3 separate regions of the Sus scrofa genome follow, and regions 1 and 2 are each linked to region 3. A link is a contact called in public HiChIP or PLAC-seq data. All regions are on one chromosome and are shown on one strand. The core of a region is the stretch at or near the end of the contact, and the rest is flanking DNA. Distances in the headings are between cores, read along the strand shown. Region 1 holds the start of ZCCHC3 (zinc finger CCHC domain-containing protein 3). Region 2 holds the start of TRIB3 (tribbles homolog 3). Region 3 holds the start of SCRT2 (transcriptional repressor scratch 2).

What was found. HiChIP or PLAC-seq counts read pairs in DNA pulled down with a chosen protein or histone mark.
Region 1: a contact with region 3 is called in an H3K27ac HiChIP or PLAC-seq map of alveolar macrophages. The contact joins the promoter of ZCCHC3 here to the promoter of SCRT2 in region 3. A contact is called at or near these places in 1 of 5 promoter capture datasets (fetal liver) and 1 of 2 datasets of contacts at active chromatin or transcription factors (alveolar macrophages).
Region 2: an H3K27ac HiChIP or PLAC-seq map of alveolar macrophages shows a contact between it and region 3. The contact joins the promoter of TRIB3 here to the promoter of SCRT2 in region 3. A contact is called at or near these places in 1 of 47 Hi-C or Micro-C datasets (embryonic fibroblasts) and 1 of 2 datasets of contacts at active chromatin or transcription factors (alveolar macrophages).

What each region holds. Positions count from the first base shown.
Region 1 is chr17:34,884,177-34,888,172 of Sscrofa11.1, forward strand. It overlaps ZCCHC3 (zinc finger CCHC domain-containing protein 3), which reads right to left and starts at 1,456. Exons shown (of 1, transcript XM_003134368.4): 1 at 1-1,456. The coding sequence starts at 1,312. The coding sequence ends at 104.
Region 2 is chr17:34,818,282-34,821,725 of Sscrofa11.1, forward strand. TRIB3 (tribbles homolog 3) reads right to left here and starts at 1,311. Exons shown (of 4, transcript XM_013983169.2): 1 at 1,017-1,311.
Region 3 is chr17:34,556,565-34,559,992 of Sscrofa11.1, forward strand. SCRT2 (transcriptional repressor scratch 2) reads left to right here and starts at 1,683. Exons shown (of 2, transcript XM_021077537.1): 1 at 1,683-1,815. The coding sequence starts at 1,683. The region is part of intron 1 of LOC106506648 (a long non-coding RNA gene); the gene reads right to left.

The DNA.
Region 1 (3,996 bases), core at 206-2,705, 330 kb after region 3:
AAGAAGATCTCCTTCGAAGACGATAAAAAATGGTTTAAAAAAAGTTTTGGCACTTAAGAGGGGTAAGCTGGCTCTGTGTTCACCTTGGCAGGCAGGCGGGTGTTCAGTGCCCGGCCACGCCGGTTAGCTGAGCTGCCACGGAATTGTGAACGGCTTTGGGACACTGGGCAAAGGCGTGTCCTCGCTTGCCACAGAGGTTGCAGACGATGCCCTTCCGGCAGTAAGGGCTCAGGTGCCCTTCCTCCCCGCACCTGAAGCACCTGTCCTGTGTGCAGCTGCCGCTCATGTGGGTCCGGGAACCACATTTAAAGCACGTCTTGGGCTGCCCTTTGTACCAACTGTAGCCCCTCTCGGCCCCCAGGAAGAAGGCTCCCGGCAGGTGCCTGACCCCGCCCTCCCCCTGGCGCAGCTCGATCTCGCACTTGTACTCCCCGGTCCAGATCCCAAACCTGTCGGTCACTTTCACTGGCACGGCCAGCACATCGCAGTGGCGCTTGAGCCAGGTCACGATGTCCTCCACGTCCACCGTCTCGTTCCGGAAGAGGATGAAGAGCGTCTTCAAGCTGGACTTGCTCCGCCCCAGCACCACAAAGTTCTCCCAGCAGTCCTCCTGCTCGCGCTTCTCCTCGTAGACGCGTAGGAACAGGGCCAGTTTCTCCGCGGAGCGGAAGCTCACGTCGAACTCGCGGCTGCCGGGAATCTGGATAACCGCGTAGATGTCGCTCGGGTCCATGCCGATGGAGCGCAGGATGAGCGCGCCCACTACGAAGTCCCGGGTCGGGCAAGCGCCTTCGTCTCCCTGGAAACAGATGCGCACGAGAAAGCGGCCCTTGCCCGGGCCCGCCCCGGGGCCCGTCGCCGCCGCCGTCTCGTCCTGGGGAGGCCGCTCGGCCGCGTCCTCGGCCGCGCCGGGCCTGCTCGGGCCCGCCATGGCCGCCACCTCGGCCTTCTTCCTCCTGCCTGCCTCGGCTGCGCCCTTCTTCTTGCGGGCGTCCGCCGCCTCGCCGGCCGGGTCCCTTCGGCGACCCTTCGGGTCCCCGCGGCCGGCCGGGGGGAAGTCGCCGAGGCCCGGCGCTGCCAGGCCCGCGGGGGCGCAAAGCCCGCCTCCTGCGCCGCCTTCTTCCTCCCGCCGCGGCGGCCGCGACTCGCGGAATTCGCCCTTCTTTTCGGCCAGGTTCTTCACGACCTGGGCCCAGCCCATCTTCTCGCGGCCGCCCTCAGCTTCCTCAGCCCTGGGCGCCGGGCGCCCGGGGGGCAGGAGCTGCGGCCGCCCCCTCTTCCTCTCCTCCTCCGCGCCGCCGCCGGTGGCCATTTTACCTCCTTCCCAGCATCCTCCACTCGCTCCCTCAGCCAAAGGGCGCCCATCGCGCGCGCCCGCCCGCCCGGGGCTGTGGGGGTTTGGGCTTTTTTTTTTTTTTGAAATTCGACGCTTCTCTCCCCCGCCCCGCCGAAGGTATTTACTTGCAGCGCTCAGTGGCCCCGCGAGCCGGGAACCCCCTGGTAACGGCCGGGCCGCGTTTCCGCCGGCGCTCGTTCCAACCCCACCTCCTCGGCATCGAAGCGGGATGGGGCGCTTGGAGCGCGTCCCTGCCCCTTGCGAGAGTTTGGCAGCCTTGGGTCTCGCTCTCGAGGATTTGGTATTTCGCAAGCGGTCCTCGATGATTTCATTCAAGCAGCTTTACAAACGGCCCACAGCCCGAAGGCGGGACGGGGTTGAGGAAGATTTCGCCCATTTTGTTTTCGTTTTTGTACCTTTTCTATTAAAAAAAAAAAAAAGACAAAAACAAAACTTAGCTCTCCCCTCCTCTCAAAGCAGGTCACACTGCATTATTTTTCCAACGTTGGATCATGGACATTTTCAAACATAGGAAGTTGAAAGAATTGTGCACTTTAACTTTTTAACTATTTTAACTTTCTGTCATTAAAGTTTTAATAGACCTTATCACACTACCTCTATCCCTCCTCACCTCCTGTTTTTTGATACATTTCCAAGTAAGTCAGACTGCCTTATTTTTAAAAAAGACTTCCATCATATTCATGATGACGATGACATTGAGCGCTGAAGTGTCCAGTAACTGTTCTAAGCACATTGCAAGCTTTATCACATGGAGTCTTCCAAAACAATCCCGTGAATACACCCGTTTTACCAGCGGCAGGGGCTTGGAGATTGGGATTAAATCACTTGGTCAAGGGGCAGAATTAATAGGCAGCCCCATGCCTAGGGGGGCTTCTACCTCTTTGCTTCTGACATTGTGGATCAAGGACTGTTTGGATTAGATTCTCCAGGAACCCCCGTCTAAAACAGGTTCCCTAACTGAAGTTAGCAGGGGACACAGTCTCTTATTTCTCCCTCATCTGTGTCAACTGGTGCTTCGGAAGCACTGATAAAATTTGGGTGGTTGAGGGGGTGAGATTAACAGCACCTTTCCTCATGTTGTTTTCTTTGCCATAGCTGCGCTTGCATTTCAGGGTGTTCCAGTGATCCTCTGGGTTTAGTGAAAGAAAAGGTGGATTGTGGAGTCAGGGACCCTGGTTTGAATCTGACTGCTTCAGAGCTCAGCTTTGTCGCATGGGGCCAATGACCTCAGTTTTCATAGCTTAATTTGCTCATCCATAACAAAAAGATATTAATATCTCCTCTCAGAGGACTAACATGGGGGTTCAGGAGATAACCTGGGTGGAAGAGCTTGGTCCACAATGGGTTTCCAGGAGAAGTTATTTTTCCTTTCTGCCTCTGTTGGATTCGTTCCTATTTCTCTTGCAGTTCTTAGGAGCCCCGTGCGTTGTTTTCTTAAGATCTTTCCCTTTACCCCAATTCCAGTATGAACTCAGGAAGCCAGCCTCTCCAACTCTTGTGCCGTGCGAATCTTCCAGTTCCCTCACTTTATAACCTCTGCCATGCTTTCCTCTATCCCCTCTCCTCCACCCATGTCCGTGCCCATTAACCAGAAACGTCAAATCTTAGATTCACGCATTCCCCCCTTTTGTTCTTTCTGCTTGCCTGCTAATATCTTTCCATGCGGATGATGTTTGCATAACCAAACAGAACCTATGTATTTTAAATAATCCCTTTTATTCCTCATACCCTAACTCCCTCTCCCCACCCCCACTCCAGCATACAATCAAATATCTATAAGGATCTGGAAGGTACCATAAATAAGGAAATGGGGGGAGGGAACTGGTGGGCACATATTCTATCTGAATACGGGCAGCTGCTAGTCAACTCCAGTCCCCGCTGTGGCCAGATCTTCCTGTTTTTAAGAGAAGCCTGAACTCCAGTTTCTTTTTAAAATGGGAAACAGTCTTTCTTCTCCTTCTTCACAGTTGTCTTGGCTATATTTGGATCCTCTGTATAAATTTTAGAACCAGACTAGTAAGTGCCAGGAAACCACTTTTGGGAATTTTAATTGGGCTTGCTTTGCATTTATACAGAATTGCCATGTTGTGATACTGAATCTCCTCATTTATGACCCTACTGGATTTCTCATTTATTTGTCTTATTTTATGAATTTCAATAGCATTTATAGTTTTCTTCAAAAAGTTCTTGAATAATTTTTTTGGAGGGATTTATTCCGAAGTACCTTGGTTGCTATTGTAAATGGTTTATTTGTTTGTTTATTGTCTTTTTAGGGCTGCACCTGTGGCATATGGAAGTTCTCAGACAAGGGTTTGAATCTGAGCTCCAGCTGCAGCCTATGCCACAGCCATACCAACACCAGATCCTTAACCCACTGAGTGAGGCTAGGGATCGAATCTGCATCCTCATGGATACTAATTGGGTTCTTAACCTGCTGAGCCGCAACAGGAACTCCTATAAATGGTATCTTTAGAAACTACATATTTGTTATTAGTATTTAAAGGAAACACAAGGAGTTCTTACTGTGGTGCAGTGTGTTAATGATCTAGTTTGTCTCTGTGGAGGCGTGGACTCTAGCCCTGGCTCCACACAGTTGCAGCAGGGGTGTAGGCCGCAGCTCAGGTCTGGCTCGGATTCAG
Region 2 (3,444 bases), core at 61-2,560, 260 kb after region 3:
CCTCAGAAACACTGTCCAATCCAGCCAGTCAAGGCACACATGCAGGTCAGAGAGGGGTGCACACATCATTAAGTGACACACATCTCGCCCTCCAAGGGCAGATGTGCATACACAAGCCAGCAAAGCTCTCATAACTATGTACTCACGACTGCGGGACAGTTACCAAGGCCACACGCTTCGTCTGACCCTCCCTCCCCGCCACGACCCCAGCGCGAAAGAAGTAGGTGGCCTCGCCCCGGCCTGGGCAGCTGGGCTAGTCTCGTGGGAGCGGAAGCGGCGAGCGTCCCGGGGCAGAAGGTTCAGCGGGAGCCGAGGGTCGGCGGCGGGGCAGGGACCGGGCAAAGGGAAGGCGACTGGGCCCCGGGTCTGGGGTAAGAGGCCTCGCTCCACCCTCACCCCAGAATCCAGGTACAACACACACAGTCGGCAGGAACGGAATACGCACGCACCGTACAGCGTGTGAACCAGGGCCTCCAGGCGGAGCGTACCTGCGAGCCACGCCCGCACGCCGCGCGCCGGCAGCCCTTGACCCTGCGCCTGCCCCGCTGGCGAGCACCCCGGCCGGTCTCCGCACAACTCCGCCAGCACCTGCCGCGGGCGCCCAGGAGACACGGCCTCATCAGGACCCCACTGGCCCACGCGGACTCAGATCCGCACCGGCACACCCCACAGTTACAGAGGCCCCCTGGCCGCCAGGGACCCCACAGACTTCCCCGCACCCAACCACACAGCTCCCCAGCCCGCCCCACACTCCAGCAAACGCAGACACTACACACCCCTGCGGGGGCGGCGTGGGGCCAACACAGTCCCCACTCCCTCCGTCCCGGCGACACGCTGCCACGCCCCGCTGGGGCGCACCCTCGCGCCCGCCCGCGTCGGCTGCACTCGGCGACCCTACGCCCCGCGGGGCCGCGTCACCGGGTCCGAGCGGGAACACTCAGCCCAGATCGCCCCCCGGACCGGACGGAGGCTCCGGGTCGCCCCTCTATCCACCACCTCCCGCTCCCGCCAGGTACCTTGCCCTCGCCAGCGGCGGGGTCCTGGTGCCGGCCAAGCTCAAGAGTCGCCAGGCACCCACGATGGCCCAGGCCGCTCGGCCCCGGCTGAGGTCGGCTCCGGATGGGGCTCTGGCCCGGGTCCCCAGCAGCCGGAATGTGTGCCGAGTCGCCGCCGCTTCCGCCGCGAGTGTCTCGGGAGCGCAGGGAGCCGGGCTTCAACTCCGGCCCGGGTGATGTAAACCTGAGCTAATCAGCCGCCGCCTGATGCCCTCCGGCGGGGGATTGCACCATCCCCTGCGCCCCGCCCCCTGAGGTCCCCGCTAGAGCGCGCCCCGCCCCGCTCCTCGTGTGTGGTCCGCAGGCGAGCCACCGACTTTCCCTTTCACCTTGGAAACAGCATTTTGCCTTTCTGGGCCTCAGTTTTCCCACCTGTGAAACGGAAGAACATCCTACCTTCTCAGGATGGGCCTGAAGAGAAAAAGAACAGTGATAGTTTCCTGCGTGCTTCCCGGGTTATAAAGCACTTTCCCGCCATTGTTTCATTGCAGTATAGGAGAACCTTGGGCGGGCAGAAAGCTCCATTCTCCCCATTCTACTAAGGAGCAGCCTGAGGCCCAGCTACAGGGTGGGGGGGTAGCTCTGCAAAGGCCGTGGATTTAGGAGCTCAATAGAACAATTGTTGTGCCCCGGGGAGAACTAGGGTGGGGTAGCCTTCACAGCATGCATATAATAGAGGCACTTCAGCCGTGTAGTTAAGAAAAGTGGGCCAAAGCGTGCCCACTGTGTTACCTGAGGAAATAGATTGAATAAATTAACACATGTTAAACGCTTAGAGCTGTGCCGCCCGGCACCTGGTAGATACTAAAGGAGTGGAAACTGGAGGCTCAAGGAGAGCCGGCACCTATAACAGGAATTGCACGCTTGGCCTGGGAAGCCCTGGTGCCACTAGCTGTTTGGAGAAGCATCCCTGTGCAGCCCCAAGGGTCCAATTCCCTTTAGGCCTTGATGTCTGAGTTCACCAGTGTCAAAAAATAACTCCACCAGACAGAGGTTAAGGGAAGGTGGGTGGAGTTAGCTTTGTTTCCCCGGTTGCAGAACCTTAGGGATCAGCTCCTCTGAGTGTGTGTGTGTGTGTGTGTCAGAGCCCTAGAGCATACCAGGAGGTTCTGGGATTTGATTTAACCCTGGAGACTCCCCCAGCCTGGAGCGATGAATGAACTCATTTTCTACACCAGGAGCTAGACTGACTGGGCTCTCCTACAGCCATAAGAGGCAAAGAAAGGCAGGATGTTGTCTCTCCAGGGCCTCACTGAAGCAAGACTGTGCTGGGTTGACTTATGCATTCTTAACTGCTTCATGTTGTGTCAGACCCTGTTCTAATTGCTGGATGACAGTGGTGACAAGCTTGACTCACCCCCATCCTCAGGGATCTTATAAATCAGTGGGGAGACAGAGCACTCTCAAGAAAATAAAATCAGTAGGCCCAGATAATTTCAAATAGATGATGTGTCATATATTTTCTTGAATAAATAGCATAGATTTATTCTCTATAAGATATGGCTGGGAAGTAGCTATTTTCAGCAGGGCTTATCAGGAAGGTGATGTTTAAACTAAGATCTTAAGGAAGAGGAGTGAGGAGTGCAAAGACATGAAGGGAGGAGTTCCTGTTGTGGCTCAGCAGTAATGAACATGACTAGTATCCATGAGGACCTGGGTTTGATCCCTGGCCTCACTCAGTGGGTTAAGAATCCAGCGTTGCCATGCGCTGTGGTATAGATCGCTGACACAGCGCAGATCTGGTGTTGCTGTGGCTGTGGTGTAGGCTGGCAGCTGCTGCTCCGATTCGACCCTTAGCCTGGGAACCTCCCTCTGCTGTGGGTGTGGCCCTACAAAGAAAAAAAAAAAAAAGAAAAGATTTGAAGGGATACAGAGGAAAAAGTAAGTGAAAGGGTCCTGGGGCACTTAAGGAACTGTGAGATGGGCCATGTCGCTTCTATTCTATGAAAGAGTCAAAGCGAAAGGCTTACCCAAGACCACCCAGCTTATTAGATGAGGCAGATTTGAGATCTGAACCTGGGGCAGCTGACTCCAGTGCCCACAATGTCCAAGGACATTTCACAGTCTTTTCAACCCAGCAGCCTCCTCTGAGACCTGTGGGTGTGGTCACTGCAACTGCACCTTGGGCATGGACCCCAGGTTTGGGGACCTTATCACAGTTAAAGGTATCAAATTCCAATTCTCTAGACCAGTGCTTTTCAATAGAACATAGGATGAGCCAAATATTATGTTCTGGGGGGGGCATCGTTTGTTTGTTTTTTGGCCATGCCCATGGCCTGCCAAAGTTCCCAGGCCAGGGATTAAACTCACACCACAGCAGTGACCTGAGCCACAGCAGTGACATTACTGGATCCTTAACCATTAGACCACTAGGGAACTCCCTAAATAC
Region 3 (3,428 bases), core at 433-2,932:
TGCTGACTCACTTTGGGACCTTGGTCACCTCCGTGCCCTCTCTTAGTCTCCATGGGTCTTCGTCTCCCAACTGGTATTGGGATGACCCAGTTCCCAAAGCACATTACCACTCCATTAGTCTGGCATCCCATAAACAGACTGCTGTTGACCAATGAGATCTTGGCATTCCTAGAGTCTGATTCCAGGACTCTTGAGCTCTGGCTATCCCATACTTTTTGAGGCAAGCCCACCACCATGGCACTTTGCCAAGCATCTGCTGGGCAGGGGGGATGTGTTCTCCTGTTCCTCGGTCCTACCAAGATATGGAAGCTCCCCTAGGTTCTGGCCGGATGGTGGGGGGCGGGGGTGTCCGCTCAGATCCTCCTGGAGACAAAGGAGCTGACCTGCAAAGAGTTCCAGCGGGAGCCCCGCTCCCCCTCCCTTCCCCCCTCTCCCTTCCCAGTCCACGTGTCTCTATTGTCTGCTCCCCGCTTCAGGGAAAGACACAGCCTCGGATGTGTCAAAACCACCACCCCCCGGCAGCAGGGAAATTAATTACTGGACGATTTTCACTTCCTCTTGCAGCGCCCGCCTGATCTAGGCACCGGAACAGGACCGGCTGAACGGGGCTGGGCATCAGCATGGGGGACTTGCTCCTCCCATTGGTTCTGGGAGACGAAAGTTGAACCCCAAACCCAAGAGGGGGCTTCATTGGGAGGCCGAGCTGGGGTGGGTGGGATGATTTCCCCTAGTTAAAGCTGAGTGTCCAAACTGGCCACTTCAAAACTGGGGGACAAGGAGAGGGCTGGGGGCAGGAGCTCGCCACGGGCGAGCTCACACTCTTTTCTTCGCATCCCCTTCCCTGTGTCCCCATGTGCCTGAACCTCGCCTGCTCAGACTACTCTACCTTCTGTCCCCTCGGTTTCTTTCTCTGTCTTGCACTTTTCTTCTCTTTTCTTTACATCCCTGGGGGCTTTCTTTTTGTGTATCTGATCTCTCTTTTTCTCCTGTGGGGGGTGTATGTTGCTACTTCTCTCCATCTCTTCCTTTCTTCTCTCTCTGTTTCTTCTTGTGTCTTTTTGTCCTTATCTTGGTCTCTCTGCTCCTATTTCTACCTCTTTCAGTGTGTGTGCCTCTCTTTTTCTGTCTCTGTCTTTCTCTGTGTATCTCCTCTCTCTCTCTCTCTCTCCCTCTCTCTCTCTCTTCCCCCTTGTCTTCCCCCCACCCTTCTCCATCTCTCCGTATCTCTGCGCCTTTCTCACCCTCACTTTCTCCCCTCCTGCCTGCCCGCTGCTCCCTGCGCCTGGCCTGCCCCCACCGCTGCCGGTTCAGGGGAACGTGTGCGGAGCGATTGTCCTGGGGGACATTTGATGGATTAGAGCGCTGAACAGTTCCATTGCTAGGGGACCACCTGATCTCCTCCAGCCTGCGTCCCATATAAAGCCGGCAGCCGGAGTGCTGAGCACAGCTCCAGTGATCGCCTGTCTGCGCGCCGCCGCCGCCAAGCCCGAGCGGGAGCCAGAGCCAGAGCCCGGGCCGCCGCCACCGGTGCCGGCTCCGCGCTGCCGCCCGCCGCCTGCCCGCCCGCTGGGAGCTGTCCAGTGCTGAAACCCCGCGCAGACAGCCAATCGCGCCCGGCTGGCCGTCTCCCCCCACCGGGGCCCCACGCAAGTGCCCCCGCCGAGCCCCCCGCCAGTCGCACCATGCCCCGCTCCTTCCTGGTAAAGAAGATCAAAGGGGACGGCTTCCAGTGCAGCGGGGTGCCGGCCCCCACCTACCACCCCTTGGAGACTGCCTACGTGCTGCCTGGCGCCCGGGGGCCGCCCGGGGACAACGGTGAGTGGGACCCGGCGGGGGGAGAAGAGGGGAGGGGAGTTCGGGCCCTCCCCAGCTCGGGCCACGAGGAGGGGTGCGCGCGGCAGGGAACCCCCGGGAGGAGATTTCCCTGGATGTGTGAGCCTCTCAGGCTTCCTGGGGGCCGGGCGGGCGGGGCAAGGGCCAGGCCCGTACAAAGGGAAAGTCGCAGGGTCGGCCCATCCCGTCGCCAAGCGCCAGCCTGGACTTCGAAAGTTGCGGCCCTAGATCGGGGCTGGAGCAAGGGGTGGTTAGAGAATGGAGAGAGAGAGAGGCGCCCACGAAGGGCCGGCGCTGTGGGGCTAACGCACAAGGCAGTCCCAGAGTCTCCTCTCCGCGGCAGAAGGAAGGAGGCTGGCTGCCCGAGTGTGCTGCCCTAATGGGGAAGGTAAACCGGCCTCGATTACCAATCCCTGGGGAGACAGGGTTGGCTCCTAAGGGGTAGCTGGGAGCACCCTCTTTCCCTTCAAGCCTGCTCCCCCTGGAGATGCCAGACAAGTGTTCTCAGGCCCCCTCTCTCAGCAACTCTTTTGTTACCCTCAGCCACATGCCTGCCAAAGGCTGGGCCCGTCCTGGGGACCAAGATGAAAAGAGGATTTCTAGGAGGGATTCCCCCAAAGTGGCTCCTGGTCCCCTGGGCTGCATGCCCTCTCCCCTCCAGCTTCTTATGCCCCTCTGGAACCAGCCCTGCTGTTCCTGGGTGTCCCCCACCCTCAACACACTTCATCCCTTTTCAGAGCAAGTTCCTGTAGGGACAAGGGTTTGGGGGACAAGAGAGGTCATTCAGGCCCAGAAGGGGGTGATCTCTGGAAGGTATGGAGAAGAATCAGAGACTGCTTCTGTGGACCCCATTCCCCATCAAGGGGGGGGGTCACAAAAGGGTTCTCCTCTGATGGCCTCCACCAGGACAGGTGTCTAGAGAGGAGGCGTCCTTTTTGCAGTAAGAAATCTGACATCACATGTGGCATCAGCTTTTGGGGGGGGGTGAGAGAGAGAGAGAGAGAGGAGGGAAAAGGAGAGGAGAGGAAAAAGGAGAGAAGAAAGGGCTGAGAATGAAGGGGTAGCTGAGATGGCAAAGGCAGGAGCCAGAAGAGTGGGAGCTTCTGCCACACAGATTTCCAAGCACTTCACCCACATTCCATCACCCTGCCAAGCCAGGTAGCAAGAGGGCGCTGGGCAAAGGGTTCTGTGACCTCAACAAGGTCAAAGAAATTAGGGAGTAATTAGGGATATGGCTACAGACACTCATCCCCCGGCCTCCCCCAGGTCCCCAAGAGAACCACATGTCTCTTATTCTACTGCCTTCTTTTCTTGACCTCAGAACCTCTTGGATTTGAGGACTGAAGCCCAGGGGTATGGATGGGCTTGTCTGAGTGCTGGCAGGACAGAGGGTATACCCGGGGCCATGCAGGCTTGAGGACATGGGTAGAAAAGAAATGCCTGCCAGCCTGTGTTGTGGATCCCTTGGGGGACTGCCATAAAGCCCTCCTGCCTGCTCAAATCCCCTTGGTCCTGTCCCAGACCAGCTGAGGAAACCCAGAGATGCCCAGAGAATTTCTCATGCTCAGCCAAAAACTGCATACTGTTCCTTTGGA